Linked DNA regions of Danio rerio: region 1 is linked to region 2. Evidence: chromatin contacts called from public HiCAR-type data. All regions are on one chromosome and are shown on one strand. The core of a region is the stretch at or near the end of the contact, and the rest is flanking DNA. Distances in the headings are between cores, read along the strand shown. Region 1 holds the start of ptbp3 (polypyrimidine tract binding protein 3). Region 2 holds the start of ugcg (UDP-glucose ceramide glucosyltransferase).

Region 1 (2,700 bases), core at 38-2,537, 220 kb before region 2:
TCCCCTAACCTGCCTAGTTAACTTAATTAACCTATTTAAGCCTTTAAATGTCACTTTAAGCCGTATAGAAGTGTCTTGAAAAATATCTACTCAAAAATTTTTTACAGACATCATGGTAAAGATAAAATAAATTGGTTATTAGAAATGAGTTATTAAAATTATTATGTTTAGAAATGTGTTGAAAAATCTTCTCTTGGTTAAACAGAAATTGGGGAAAAAATAAACAAGCGGTCTATTTAGGGGGCTAATAATTCTGACTTCAACTGTGTATGTATATATATATATATATATATATATATATATATATATATATATATATATATATATATATATATACAGTTTACATATTTTGATCAAATTATTTTAATCAAATTTGTATTTGAATTTATTTTGTATTTTGTTATAATATAATTTATTTTAATCTGGTTTGATTTATTATCTTTTACAATATTTTATTTTCTTAGATTTAATTAGTTAACATGGTTATTTTGTCATTTATATTTTTGCAATTTTTTTTATAAAACGTATTTTATATTTTGTTTACTTCTATTTCTCCTACATTAACACTCCTTTGTGGCCCCATGGGGGCCCCCGGACTCAAGTTAAAACCCTTTGAGTCAAAGCACTGCGTTCAAATGACTACTTCAACTTCTCACCGCACTGAAATAGTTTACATGTAGCCTATGAATGTGCGACTACATGCATAAACATTTTATGTAAGCACAAGACTGCAGTTCAGCCGGTCCAACAAGTGAAGCAAGTTCTTACATGCTTCATGTACACACACGATACAATCTTCACCGCCTTCGAGCGACAAGCTTATAAAAATGGACATTAAGTTATTTAAAAACACGCCGCGTCACATTAATTAATAACTCAAATAATCGTTGATGAGTTTATTCTGAATAACAAAATAGATGTCTCGACTTCGAAGCTCTTAAAAGCTCTTTTCTAAAGGCTTCATTAGCTTAATTAATAAATATATTCCAGGAACAAGATTACACGAGTGCTGAAACTAACATCAAACGATCCCACAACAAAGCACGCGCAAACGGTGCGCGCGCACAATTCACTGCGTAATAATAAGCACATATACATGAACATATATGAGAGCTTAAAACAAAACAAAAATATTACGCGGCTCTTCAAAGGTGTGTCTGCTGAAAGGGGGAGGCCATTTTGTACAGAGAAGCGTCTGTACGTGTGTGTGTGTGTGTGTGTGTGTGTTCGCGTCAGGAGCAGGAAGTGTGTGCGTGCCTTTGTGCTTGAGCGAGTGAATTTGTGTTGGGGAGTCGAACTGTAGTAACAGCAACACCCGTTTCTTCATTTCCCTGTGCTTGCATTGTTATTTCACCTCGCCTCTGTTTTGCTCTGTGCAATGGATGGGTATGTGAGTTTACAATACGTCTTACTTGTTTGTTTTTATTCCTTACACCACGCGCTTTTTGAGTTGTGTGCTTTTATTGAGTGTTTGCATTATTGTATAGTGATAATAATAGCACGTCAGAAATGGCATGGGAGGAAAAGTGGGGGAGGGAGCAAAACGCTGGAGATGCTGTTTACTTGTTTTCTGTTTATTCAAATGCAAATATGAAGTGTCAGTCTTTCACTTTCTGATTTTGGGGTCTGCATTAAAATGATGATGAGCCCGCCGCTTGTGTGATGGTCGCTCGCTGTTGTTGATATGCAAAATATGGGCGTATATAGCATTATGATCAAAGTTACATTCAAGGAAGTGGGTTTGTTTGGGATTCATATTTTTGTGTGCGTGTTGTTTTTGTTATACAATCATCCCTGCTTTGCTTTTAGACTTTGCTGTTGTGTATCCGAACCATGAGCTGTAGGTGAATGTATCCAAGAAGTGCTGAGAATTAAGGAAATAAGAGCTCCTCATGTGCTGCTGCCATTTTAAAACCACGAAGGGGCGTTTCTGGAGCGATTCTGTCTAGAAAACGGTGTTTCCTGACGCTAAACGCGACTGCTTTCGCCCACCATCGCCCTGAACTGGGTTTTATGTGTGAATTGTGAAATAATAACGCGGCGGTTGTGTTTTATATCGCGAAATTAGGTTTAGCGACTTTTTGCAGAGCCATAAACAGCACGCGTCCATTGTACGCAGTCGCGCGTTTACAGTATGGCGAGCACGAGCGTTTTATTTAGCGCATACTTTCTCTATCATGTGTGATTAAATGTCATTGTTTACACTCGTGTGCGTGGCCAAAGATGAAGGCTGAGGACTGTGTGGTGCACTGGTTATATTTCACCCACTTATTGTTGTTGCTTTCATTTGACTCATTTCCTCGAATCGATTCCTTTGAGCAGTACTTTTCAAAACAATCAAATCAGAGATTCAATACGTCACGCGCGCGCGCTCCCTGACATATTTGATGGTTTTATGCGCGCAATTAAAGCATGCAGAAATAAAGGGTGTTGGTTATCTTTGTAGCATGGGTCTTGTGTCAGATTTATTTATTGCATTGTTAATATATTTAAAATATAAATCGTATGCATTTTTATTAAATTATCATAAAACACCCCATCTCATAATTATTAACGCTTTAACTGCATGCTGTACCAAATGGTTGACCATATATTGGCTGTTTTAAATAATGACTGTTAAAGTCATTTAAAGAATGACTGTTTTAATAAATGGTTTACACACACAGCATTGTTGATTTACAAAAAAATCAATCAATCCTG
Region 2 (2,700 bases), core at 12-2,511:
ACAGCATAATCAAGAACTACTGGTCGGTTTATTGAATAATAATTCTTTTTTTTAAATAAACTAAATGCATTTTAAATTTGGTAATACGTCACAGCATCTGCAAAAATACCACAGCTGTTTTACATGACTTATGGATCATGCAACACTGAAACTAACTAGTGACTGCAGAGAATTCAGTTTTTAAAAACATGAATAAAATTCAATTTCATGTTTTAATTCATATAGATTTATTTTTAACCTTTTTATAGAAACAATATTTCAGAATAATTATGTTTTATTGCATTTCTGATAAGACTTCAAATAAACAAAGCCTTTGTAAGCAGAGATAAAAAATATTTATGTTTTCAAAACATATACATGATCTGCAAAAAATGGCATTAATAATTAACCTGATGACTAGTTTATGTTCAAATATGTGTGCTAACCAGATGGGATGGGCAGATCTAGTTGATACTAGGCTACATACAAACATTACGAACAATAAACAAGCATACACAGTAAACTATTTAATTTATTTAACAACAAACTTTCAAACCACGATTTACCCAAACAAAACTCCTTTATTTACAACTATATACCATTTAAACTACAAAAGCCGGTTGTCCATTGAAGCTAGCAGGAGCAGCTTTGACTCCCACTGGGCTAAATTTAATGACAGACCCTTTGAGGAATGACCCCCCGAGTGACTTTAAACCCATTAGACTTCTTAAACTAAAGAATTAAATAACAAGACAGTGCGCAGCAGCTAAGCTAACCATCATCGCTAGCGATCAGAAACGATATTAATATGCGACTAGCCAAAGGCTAACGTGTGTATGATTGAAATAAATATTAATACAGCTCTTCCTCCGTCATCTTGCGACGTGAACAGTTTGGTACATGTACATATGTTTTAAAGGGCGTGAAGAGGAAACCTGTGTTCCTGTTAGCCAGACTCAAATGCTCACCCCAATCTGCACTGCAAGCAAAACGACGCGACGCGACAAACCCACAATGAACGAGCTCGAGATCTGCGGCGCTGCATTTCCAGCACGCGATCAGTGCATCGCATCAGAAATCAATGAAAAACCTCATTCACTTACACGTAGATGATGGACACGAGGTGCATGAGCCAGAGGACGAGGAATAAGAGGAAGCCGAAGATGGCGAAGCCTTGCAGGGCGAGATCGAGCAGGGCCATAGCTGCTTCTGCTGTCCTGTGTCCGGATGCGCTCGCTGACACCTCACTGTTCGGCCCTAATGCTGGAGGAAGAAGAGCTAATCTCTCTCTCTCTTTCTCTCTCTCTCTCTCTAGTACACACACACACACACACATTCAGATGACTGAGAGAGGGCGGCTCTGCGGGGAATCAGCGCATAGCATAAGTGGGTGGAGTCTGATGACACACTCCACTGGGAGGGCTTTGCAACATGGGATCGCTGTGAGGGTGGAGTTAAAACAATTGTAACATTTCAGGAATGTTTTATTTATGTCTCCAGATTTTTTTAGTCGTGTTAAACTGTGAATATATTTATATAATTATCTTAAAGCTAGATAGATTGGGCAAAAAGAGTGGTTCTGTTTAAATTCCAGAGGCAATTTCTTATATATCTGTTGAAGCCTTTTGTTTTGTTTTGATTTGATTTCTGACAGTTGCAGGCTGTGAAGTAAATGAAATCATTGAGAGGAATGGAAATTAATTGTATGCTGCCTGGCGCTACACTCAACGGCCACTTTATTAGGTACACCTTCATAGTACCGGGTTGGACCCCATTTTGCCTTCAGAGCTACCTTAATTCTCATGGCATAGATTCAACAACGTGCTGGTAACAATTTTCTGAGATTTTGGTTCATATTGACAAGATAGGATCACACAGTAGCTGCAGATTTGTCAGCTGCACATCTGTGCTGCGAACCTCCCATTCCACCACATCCCAAAGGTGCTCTATTGGATTAAGTTCTGGTGACTGCGGAGGCCATTTGAGTACAGTGAACTCATTGTCATGTTCAAGAAACCAGTCTGAGATGATTCTCGCTTTATGACATGGTGGGTACACTGTGGTCATAAAGGGATGAACATGGTTAGCAACATTATTCATGTAGGCTTTGGCGTTGACACGGTGCTCAATTTGTACTAATAGGATCAAAGTGTGCCAAGAAAATACCCCCCACACTATTATACCACCACCACCACCAACCTGAAACAATTTATACAGGGTAAGATAAATCTATGCTTTCATGTTGTTCATGCCAAATTTTGGCCCTGCCATTCAAATGTCGTAGCAGTAATAGAGAATCATCAGACTAAGCAACGTTTTTCCAATCTTCTACTGTCCAATTTTGGTGAGCCTGTGTGAATTGAAGCCTCGGTTTCCTGTTCTTAGCTGACAGGAGTGGCACCCGCTGTGGTCTTTTGCTAGTCCATCAGCCTCAAGGACGTTGTGTGTTCAAAGATGCTCTTCTGCATACTTCTATTGTAATGTGTGATTGTTTGAGTTACTATCAGCTGGAACCAGTCTGGCCATTTTCCTCTGACTTCTGGGATCAATAAGGCATTTGTACCCACAGAAGTGCTGCTCACTGGATATTTTCTCTTTTTCGGACCATTCTCTGTAAACCCTAGAGATGGCTGTGCGTGAAAATCCCAGTAAATCAGCAGTTTCTGAACTCAGACCAGCCCATCTGGCAGAGACAACCATGCCATTTTCAAAGTCCCTTAA

Evidence for each region. HiCAR-type assays count read pairs that join an accessible place to other places.
Region 1: a contact with region 2 is called in a HiCAR-type map of caudal fin, with 4 times the contacts expected there. The contact joins the promoter of ptbp3 here to the promoter of ugcg in region 2. A contact is called at or near these places in 2 of 18 Hi-C or Micro-C datasets (caudal fin and an unstated tissue) and 2 of 4 datasets of contacts at active chromatin or transcription factors (caudal fin and embryo).

The regions. Positions count from the first base shown.
Region 1 is chr10:11,918,017-11,920,716 of GRCz12tu, reverse strand. ptbp3 (polypyrimidine tract binding protein 3) reads left to right here and starts at 1,287. Exons shown (of 13, transcript XM_068223913.2): 1 at 1,287-1,386. The coding sequence starts at 1,383.
Region 2 is chr10:11,694,464-11,697,163 of GRCz12tu, reverse strand. It overlaps ugcg (UDP-glucose ceramide glucosyltransferase), which reads right to left and starts at 1,261. Exons shown (of 9, transcript NM_001024207.2): 1 at 1,083-1,261. The coding sequence starts at 1,180.